Regions from separate parts of the Ovis aries genome. Here region 1 is linked to region 2. Evidence: chromatin contacts called from public Hi-C data. All regions are on one chromosome and are shown on one strand. Each heading gives the region's core, a stretch centred on a gene start, on an enhancer-like site or on the middle of the called end of the contact. The rest is flanking DNA. Distances are from core to core; before and after follow the strand shown.

Region 1 (5,104 bases), core at 1,949-4,448, 35 kb before region 2:
AGTGAAGCCATGGGCACAAGGTCACAGGTCAGAATTTGAACCTGGCTGTCTGAATAGACACTGCCAGCAAACTACAGTGGGTGTCTGGGGCAACCCCTCCTGGAAATGAGATCCCTAATTCTTGGAGAACCTCTTTCCCACCCTCACATGGCCCCTTAGTCACCTTGCAGGCAGGAAGGGGTTTAGGGACCACGCCTCGTCTACCCCTGGCTTTTGTGACTGGTTGGGGTATGGGCACGTGACCCAGTAGCCAGTGAGAATGAGCTCCTTCCTTTGGCTGCTACCTTGGAGCTGCAGGTACCGTCTTGGTCAACCTGGGATGCCCCTGAAACAAAGCCAGCCCTGGGGGTGGGCAGAGTCAACAGAAGGTAAGAGAGACTGATTCTTATTACTGGATCCAGCCATGCCTGAAGTCAAGACATCCTGGCCTTCTTCCCCGGGATGAGAAGCAATAGATTGTATCTTCCATCTCACTGATTTCTCTAGCAACCCTGGGAGGTGAGGACTATGAATGGCTTCCTCATTTAACACAGGAGGAAAGCGAGGCCCGGATGCATTATGCTGCATCTCGGGATATGACTGCAGGCCCCCGCAGCCCCCGCCGCACCTCGTCCAGGAGCTCCACGGAAGCCCGCAGGATCTGCCTCCACTTGTGCACCTCGACGCTGTGGAACTGCTTCTGCAGGGCCAGGATCTCCGCCCACTCCGTGGCTGTCTGGGGGAACTTACTGTGGGGAAGACAGGGCCCGAGTGGGGTCTTGGCCTCCCCCACACCTGCCCAAGCTCCCAACCCCCTGGGGCTACCCACTCACCCCTTGGCCAGGGCCAGACTGTGCCAGGACTCAAAAGTGTGAGCTGTCCTCTCCAGGGACCAGAGGCGGTAAAAGAGGAGGACGTTGAGGGCAATGAGGACGATGAGGCTGGGGAGACGAGGTCAGAGGTCAGGGGTCAGGACACCAACGCTCCCACAAGTCGGGGGGCACCCGCTTGACCATACCTTAAAGGGGCACCATGACTAGCCCTCTTTCCAGAGGGGGAAACCAAGACTCAGACAGGGTGAGTGACATGCCTGGGGTCACACAAGCCAAAGCCAGGGTTCAAACCCAGCTGGCCTGATGCCTGAGACCGTAACTGCTGCTCCGGTCACCTTGCTGGGGGAGCCGGGGGCACAGAGTAAGGAGAAGGGGTTGTAGCGAGGGAGCAAGACACGGGGGAAGGGAGGGCAGGACACAGGACCCTACCTCACACAGATCCTGAGAAGGCAGAGAGAGGGGGAGACAAAGAGATGAGAGCTGCCCAGCCTGTCCCGGCCACACCTTGACCCCCAACCCCAGCAGCCCCAAGCTGAGCACGCCACGCAGCCCCTCATGGACCGCTGTTACTGGCCAACCAAGGCCCAGAGGCTGAGCGTGAGGCCAATCTCTCACTGCCCATGGTCTGGCAGGAGCATGGATCTCATTTCCATCTCCTCAGAGCGCCCTGTTCCCAGCTCAGGCCCGTACATGTGGGACTCCCCTACCAGGCCAGGATACCCCCAGGCAAGGCCTGTGTGCAGGTGGGTCCCCCAGCCCAGGCCTCTGTGAAGGTGGGTTCTCCAGCCTAAACCCACTGTGGGTGGGGGGTGATCTCAGCTCAGAGTCCTCTGCTTTTCCAGGATGTCTTCCCCAATGACCCACTGGCTGGCCTGGAGGAAGCCTTCCCCGGCCTCCCAAGGCTTCCTTGTCAGCCTCACCCATTCCTTCCATCACAACCTCATCCCTCTGATCTGGTGCCAGACCTGTCTCGCCCCAGGACTGCTGGTCACTACTGTGTCCCTCGTGTGACACAGCTCAGGGCTGAGCACAGAAAACCTGAAACCTCCATGCGTAAATCTCTCCTGGCTCACCTAACTCCACCTCTCCTGGGAGCCTGCTCCTCCAGCTCCCCGGGTGAGGCCACACCCGCTCTGACCACTACCCCAGAGCCCCAGGGTTTCCACCTCCCTGTGGGGACTACCTCTCCATGACAAACTGAGGGATACAAGCTGAGGAGCCCTCCTGGGCACATCCCAAACATCGCCTCCTTAACCCTTGCTGTGGGGTGAGCCCACGCTCCCACGTAAGCAGAGGCCCGGACAGGCCAAGCACTGGCGCAGGGATGCACAGCCAGGGTGCAGATCCAGGCCTGTCTGATCCCCCCAAGCCCGGCCCCCTTACTCACACAATGCTGATGAGAACCAGGGCGCTGGGGGTGCCCGCCCCGGGGCCCTGGTCCACAGACGGTTCGGAGAAGCGGGAGCTGAGGGAGCCTGTGGGGGAGCAACTCCGAGTCAGATGGGCTGATCGCTACTCACCCCAGCCAGGCCCCCAGCTCCTCCCCGGCCCCCCGCCAGGCCCGAGAGAACCCACCCGAGGTGTGCATGCCAGTCCGGGCACAGGGGTCAGGGTCTGGGTGAGGGGTCCCATCACCGTGAGCCCTCCAGCTCAGAGGCCGCTTCCGCCGGCGCAGGCCGGACAGCAAGCCCCGCGCATCCTTCCCGCTTTCCTCCAGGGACAGCTTCTCGGCCTTGGCGAGCTCTCGCTCTGCGGACACAGGAGAGGGCTCTGCACGGCCGCCCCAGCCCAGCCATGAGCCCAGCTGCAGCCCGTCCGGGCCCCTGCCCCCTACCCAGGTGGTGGAAGTAATCTTCGATGCCGCTCCACGAGTTCTTCTCAATGAGGGACTTCACGAGGCTCCAGGGCTGCTTCCGGTAGCGGATCTCGGAGGACACCCTGGGGAAGAGGGCGGAGGGAGGTGGTCAGGGGCTGACTGCAGCCCACTGTCCCATTCCCCAGGGGGTGCGTGCCCTCTTCTAATTCAGCGAGGGCCCCATGTCACCCACACACAAAACACACCCCCCCACCCCGGCAAGGGTTCCCTGTGATCCCCACACAACACCCCACTCAGCCCGCAGCCCCTTCTCTGTCCACACCCGTGACTGTGGCAGGTCTCCCACCTTCAGTGCTACCCCAGCATTGCCCACCCAGACTGCCATCCTAGCCCGCACCTCACCCTTGAACCCCTTCCACCCTGCGGCTGTGTCCACCCCCACGTGGGGGTCTGAGAGACACCTCAGCATGTCCCAAGCTGAGCTCCTGGTCTCCCAAGCTCTCCCCGCCTTCCCCTCCTGGTTAGTGGTGACTCCGCCCTGCTGGTGGCTCAGGTCAACCACCTCGGGGTGTTCCTGACTTCTGCTCATCTGCCGGGGTGGCAACCAGCATTCTGCGGCTGACTCGAGACAGGGAGAATGTGGCAGGGGGCCCTGGGACCACCCGGGTGTCAGGTGGCGGGGCCAGGGCGCGGCTCACCTGAGGCGGGCCTTGTTCCGGGCAAGGCCCAGGATACAGTAGCGGTGGGCAGTGTAGAAGTAGTCTTGGTAAGGGATGCCCTGCGTCAGCACCTCGGAGTCCACCACACACCCTCCCGCCTGGGGGCCGCGCCGGAACAGCGTCTGCAGGGTCAAGGCGGGAGCCAGGAGTCAGCACCAGCCTCCCTACCCGACCCTCGGCCCCCCACCTGCCGGCCACCCTGCCCGGCTCACCTGTGTCTCCACCACAGAGGCGCTCTTGGGCCCCAGCGGGTTGTTGATGGGAATGGTGTAGGTCAGCACTCGGCGCTGGTGGCACTTGCTGTCCCCGCTCCAGGGACTCAAGGTCACGTCTGGCGGGTGGAGGGGCAGAGTCAAGACACCATTCTCCAGTCCTCTGCCCTCAGGCAGGAGGAGACCCAGCCTTTTGCGGAAGGTTCCAGTTCTCTGGAGACTGGCTCCTAAACCCGCACCTCCTCCCTGCTCCCACCCCAGTGTCTGCCCCATCTTCCTTCTAGATGCTGATGACCCCTGGAACCAGGGCCTCTCTCCTGCCCATACTTCTCAGCCCTCCTGGGCCACTGCATCCACTCTGCAGCCCTTATCTCCATGCTACCAGTCCTGGTTTCTCCCCTGAGCCTGAGACCTAGGGTCCTTCGACCTCTTGAAAACCTCCCCCGGAAGTCCTCAGGACCCCGCACAGCCACTGGCCTCCCCAACCCCTGAAACATGGCCCTCTTCACTGGGCCCCACCATTCTTCAGGCTCCCTGCAGAGCCTTGGGCCTCATCCTGGACACTATCTATTCACTGACTGCCTGAGCACTGTCCTCGTTCATCCCATACTTGCTGTTCCAGGGCACCTCTCCAGCCTCCCCTTGAGGTTCTGGCCTCCATCTCCAGCTCTGGTCCAGGGGGAGCTTCTAACAGCCAAGGCTGACCCTGTCCCTCCCTACAACACTTTATGACTCCCCAGTACTGCTGGACAGTCTGAGCTTCTCAGTCTGATGTGCCACTCTCTCCAGAGTATAAGCATAGTTTTGGGGGATTTGACAGCTCCCAACCTAAGGCAGTCTTACCCATTCTGCAGAGGATGCTGCATGGCTCTTTTTCATCAATCAAGAAAAGACACAGGCCTCTCCCCTACTTGAACCTCTTTCGTAGCTTCCTGAGCTCCCTGCTGGTCTCCTGGTCAGCCCTTCCGCCTCCCCTGGTGCTGTGGCTTTCCCCCTCCACACCTGGCCTCGGGGGCCCAACCCCAAGGGCCTTCTCCCAGTGCCTGCCTCCAGCTCCAGGAGCTTTACAGGCACCCTGCTGGCCTCCCTGGACTTCCCCTCTCCCACCCGTCCCATTTCCCTAGGAAAGTTCCTCGCTTAGGCCTTAGTTTCAATTCACATCCTTCCAGCATCCTTTCCTGATACCCCCTAGATCACAGCCAGCCCTCTGATATACACGCTTATGTGTCCGTATCTCTTCACTGCTGTTCCCACTGGACTCGAGTTCATCTGTCCTGGGCTCTGCACTGGCCTGACAGAGCAGTCTTTAATTCATATTTATTAAATGGCTTCCTATCTGCTCCTGTTCTAGGCGCTTCCCCAGTACTGACTCATTTAGCTCTCACGAGCACCTGACAAGGCAGACAGAGCATCACACCCGCCCCACATGGAAGAAACTGAGGCACAGAGGAGGTCTGCCCCTGGCCCGAGGCCACTCAGCTGGTAGGAGGTGGAGCCCCTCTGGTCTCAGAATCGCTGCTTTTCACTCCCTGACCCACCGCACCC
Region 2 (4,989 bases), core at 1,119-3,618:
GGCTTCTGTCTAGTCCCATTGTTCAGGCTTCTCTCGTTGCGGAGCATGGGCTCCAGAGCATGTGGGCCACCCCGCAGCATGTTGGGACCTTAGTTTCCCAACCAGGGGTAGAACCTGTGTCCCCTGCACTGGAAGGTGGATTCTTAACCACTAGACCACCAGATAAGTCCCTGAAGGGAAAGTCGCTGAGTCGTGTCCAACTCTTTTGCCACCCCATGGACTATACGGTCCATGGAATTCTCTAGGCCAGAATACTGGAGGGGGTTTCCATTCTCCAGGGGATCTTCCCAACTCAGGGTTCGAACCCAGGTCTCCTGCATTGCAGGTGGATTCTTTACCAGCTGAGCCACAAAGGAAGTCCAAGAATACTGGAGTGGGTAGCCTATCCCTTCTCCAGGGGATCTTCCCAACCCAGGAATTGAACTGGGGTCTCCTGCATTGCAGGTGGATTCTTTACCAACTAAGCTATCAGGGAAGCTGTCAGAGAAGTCCCTGTTAGTTACTATTTTTAAAAGGCAGTCTCATGATAAATTAAGTTCAGTGCTTATAAACTATTAGGAAATCAGCTGTAAATTTTTTCAGAGAAGTTGGCATTTTTTTTTGACCTTACCTCTCTGCTATTTAATTCATTTAAAATGCTGTGGCCTCGTGCCGCTTTTCGGCACGTGGAGGGACAAATGGTCCCTCCACAGACCATAGCCAGGGCCAGCATTAGCCCAGGTGTCGACTCTCCTGGGGACTCACAGACCTGAACCTGAATCTGGAGCTGAGGGGAGCTGAGGAGGGGGCTGCTCTGATACCTCACCTCTTGGTCGCCACCCAGAGAGGAACCTGACACCTCCCTAGCCTCCCCCCAGTTCATCTTGTCTTAGCTTGGAATCGGGTCGGGTGCAAGCAAGAAGCCGTGCCTGGTTGGCCAGCCCCCACCCACCCCCAGCCCCCGACCGCACGCTGCGGCGACGGTTCTCAGCGCCCCAGGGCTCAGCCAGCCTGGGGCATCTTTCCTGGCTGCGTTTTACAAATGATACTGCAATGATCTTTCAAAATGAAAAGTAGCAAATTAAAGTGATTTTATTGTTTCCTTAAAAAAAAAAAAAAAAAAAGCTGTGTTCTTAAATATTCCTCAAGAATAGTCTAGACCCCGAGGGAAGCATAGTTTTAGATATGTTTCTGCAGGTATTTCCCCACTTTTGGGAGGCAGGCTTTCTTCAAGGGCCTCCAATGACCCCCACCTCCTGTTACTGGTGCATTTGTGTAATCTCCTTCTTTGAGTGCGGGCCTGATGTCATGACTTGCTTACCAAGAGAATATGGCAAAGCTGACGGAATGATTAGGTTACAAAAAACTGTGACTTCTTTCTTACTAGCAGACTCTCCAATGGCCCCCTTGGCTTGCGTACCCTGATGACGCATGCTGCTGGGGTGGGGAAGAGGAGGACCTGGGGGCAGCCTCTGGTCAACCCCTGTGAGGAAAGACATGAACTTGCAAGTGTCTCCTTCCCGGTTGTGCCAGCCACCTGGTGCCTCACCTTGACTGCAGCCTTGAGAGGGACCCTGAGGAGGGGCCCCAGCTAAGCCCTTGCCTGGAGGCCTGACCCACAGAAACTGGGAGATAATAGGTGTGTGTTGCTCTAAGCTGCTAAGTTGAGGGATAACTTGTTATGCAGCCACTGGTTACAAATAGCCACTCACATGTCATTTCTTTATCGGGATCCCCAGTCACGTGCAAGCTGCACGTGTGCCTGTGCTGCCTCGCCTCCCCCCGCGAAACACACACAACAGGGTTCTCAGCCCAGTGTGCCAGCCTGTGTTCAAGTGAAGGCAGTATTTCTGTCCCACACTGGCTTCTGGCCTCTTTCTTGGTACCGGTATCTGTGTTTGCTGAGCCTCAGTTCAGTTTAGCCCAATCACTCAGTGGTGTCTGACTCTTTGCGACCTCATGGACTGCAGCATGCCAGGTTTCCCTGTCCATCACCAACTGCTGGAGCTTGCTCAAACTCATGTCTATCGAGTCGGTGTTGCCATCCAATCATCTCATCGTCTTTCATCTCCTTCTTCTCCTGCCTTGAATATTTCCCAGCATCAAGGTCTTTTCTAATGAGTCAGTTCTTTGCATCAGGTGGCCAAAGTATTGGAGTTTCAGCTTCAGCATCAGTCCTTCCAATGAACATTCAGGACTGATTTCCTTTAGGATTGATTGGTTTGATCTCTGGTTTGCTGAGCCTAACTTGGAGCAACTGACTGGGTGCACCACCCCTCCAAATCTCCTCCCCGGGGCCTGGGTCAGATTCTGTCTCAAACGGGTAAGGCCTCAGACACAGGCTCCACCCTGAATACTGCAAACCAAGTCGTCTCCCTCTGGACCAGGAAGAGCTCAGGCTCTGCAAAGCCTGTGGTTTCCTCAGGATACGCTGACTCTTCCTGTGGCAGGAAGAACCACTTCCTCTGAGTCATGAACTTTCTCTCTTTTGAGTTCCTGCCTCTTCTTCTCTGGCAGTTCTGAACTGGGGTCCTCAGGCCAGATGTCACTTTTGCTTCTCAATGTTGCTATCTGAGGAGAGGTCTTACCCAGTACAATTGATGGAGGAATTGATGTAGGAGATAGATGAGCTCCAGGTTAGACATTTACAATTGGCCTCCTATTTACATTTCATGGGGCACCAGGAAGTGGGCTTCGGGCTGGATACTTAACAACTGTTTGCCTTTCTTGAGCCAAGAGATAGGTGGGCTCCAGTTAAGGCATTTACAATTAGCCTCCTGTTTGCCCTCTGAAATGGAAGTAACAACAGAAACAGAGTAAATAACCAGTGTTTGTCTCTTGTAAACACCTTAAGGGAATAGTCATGGCAATAGACAAGATAACAGTCATGGCAAGGACAAAGAGGGGCAAAACGCTGTTTGAGTAAAGGATTAAGGGATCTCTGCTCCCCCCTCTTTTGGGAAAAGGGAGACACTACACATGCACGGAAAGGCTACTTGTGGGTCAAACATCAGGGAACAATTCCAGGCCATAATGAGTCTTGTTCCTCCCAGAAGCCTTCACTTCGAGATCCATGTTGGCTGAGGGGTGTGTGCCCACTCCAGGGACACGTCAGTTGTGGAAAGTAATTGCCCTGAAGGAGGAAGCACTGTCCTATATAAATGACGTAACCACCTCTTTACAGAGCTCCACCTCACTAGGGGGGACTCCCTCACTCTCTCTCTCTGGGTGTGTATCTCGGCCTTGCTTCTATGTCAGCTAAACAAACTGCTTCTCTATGTGCTCTCCTACTTGTTGTTTTGCTATATATCTAATAATAACCTTTGCATTTACAGGGCTGCCCCGGTGGCTCAGCTGTAAAGAATATGCCTGCAATACAGGAGTCACAGGAGACACTGATTTCTGGGTTGGGAAGATCCCCTGGAGGAGAGCACGGCCACCCACTCCAGTATTCTTGCCTAGAGAATCCCATGGACACAGGAGCCTGGAGGGCTGTCTATATTGTCACAAAGAGCTGGACACGACTGAAATGACTGGGCACACATGCACGCATCAGCATTTACCGTTTCTGCCTCCATTATAAATGTATTTTTCACTAGGGGCAAAGGTCTAGGGCATAATAGCTTCTAGACTCTAGCCCTTGCAGGTCTGGTGGCTAAGATTCCTGGTTCTCATTCAGGCTACCCAGGTTCGATTCCCGGGCAGGGAATTAAGATCTTGCTTCATGCCACTGCTCACTGTTGCCTCGCCAAGATCACAGCTCTTTTATTTTTTTTTAATTCAATTTTAATTTTATATTGGAGTATGTTGTTGCTGTTCAGTCACTAAGTCATGTCCAACTCTTTGGGACCCCAAGGACTACAGCACGCTAGGCTTCTCTGTCCTTCACTATCTCCTTGAGTTTGCTCAAACTCGTGTCCACTGAGTCAATGATGCCATCCAACCATCTCACCCTCTCTTGCCCCCTTATTCTGCTCTCAGTGTTTCCCAGCATCAGTGTCTCTTCCCATCAGGTGGCCAAAGTATTGGAGCTTCAGCATCTGTCCTTCTGATGAAAATTCAGGGTCGAGTTCCTTTAGAACTGACTAGTCCCTTGCTGTCCAAGGGACTCTCAAGAGTCTTCTCTATGCTACAATTCAAAAGTATCAATTCTTCAGTGCTCAGCCTTCTTCATGGTCCAACTCTCACATCTGTACATGATTACTGGAAAAACCATAACTTTGGCTATTGGAGTATATTATAGATGATTTACAATGTTGTATTAGTTTCAGCTGCACAGCAAAGTGATTCAGATATGCATATAACCATTCTGTTTCAGATTCTTTTCCATATAGGTTATTATAGAATATTGAGTAGAGTTCCGAGCTATACAGTAGGTTCTTGTTGATTATCTATTTTATATATAGTCATGTGTATGTGTTAATCCCAATATCCTAATTTATCCCTCCTTTGACTGAAGACTTTTTTGGCCCTGCCCGTGGCATGTGGGATCTTAGTTCCCCAATAAGGGATGGAAACCATGCCCTCTGCAGTGGAAGAGCAAGGAGTCTTAGTCTCTGGACGGCCAGGGAATTCCCTGACTGAGGAATAGTTGGAGCAGGCCAGAGGGCAGGAGGAGCAGAAGTGGATTTCTGTGCTGAGTTTTACTGGGAAAAGAACAACTTGCAGCAAAGCATGCAGCTGGGGCCACTGGAGTATTTCTGCCTGATTGCCCCTCGCCCTCTCTCTGGGTCTACATCTATGTGCTTGTAGTGTGTGACAACACAAGTGGTTTTCCCTACCTTCATACCCCCGATCTTTCCTTTTGTCATCACACATCACATTTTCCATTTGGATTCTGTAAACCAGAATCAAGCACTGCAGACCCAGAAACACAGATTTGCTTTGGTTCTCAACTACTAGAGGAAAGAATAACTTCCCAGGACTTTGGGGTTCACATGTGTGATGGTTTTAAGAATCAGACATAGAAAGTGTTTTCTGTATTCTGGAGCTAGGCATACTTTAGTTACC

Evidence for each region. A called contact is a pair of places that touch in the nucleus more often than the background predicts.
Region 1: a contact with region 2 is called in a Hi-C map of tail adipose tissue, with 2.7 times the contacts expected there. The contact joins two enhancer-like sites. A contact is called at or near these places in 7 of 16 Hi-C or Micro-C datasets (blood, hypothalamus, muscle and 3 more).

What each region holds. Positions count from the first base shown.
Region 1 is chr14:45,047,290-45,052,393 of ARS-UI_Ramb_v3.0, reverse strand. GRAMD1A (GRAM domain containing 1A) reads right to left here. Exons shown (of 20, transcript XM_027977390.3): 13 at 3,560-3,678; 14 at 3,327-3,469; 15 at 2,647-2,750; 16 at 2,388-2,561; 17 at 2,200-2,287; 18 at 813-920; 19 at 608-728. Among named protein-coding and RNA genes, the nearest start is that of SCN1B, 7.9 kb to the left of the region's middle. Within about 2 kb of position 3,198, at least 1 of the 54 cell types and tissues checked has an H3K27ac peak or open chromatin away from gene starts, as enhancers often do.
Region 2 is chr14:45,011,435-45,016,423 of ARS-UI_Ramb_v3.0, reverse strand. No RefSeq gene overlaps it. Among named protein-coding and RNA genes, the nearest start is that of GRAMD1A, 15 kb to the left of the region's middle. Within about 2 kb of position 2,368, at least 5 of the 54 cell types and tissues checked have an H3K27ac peak or open chromatin away from gene starts, as enhancers often do.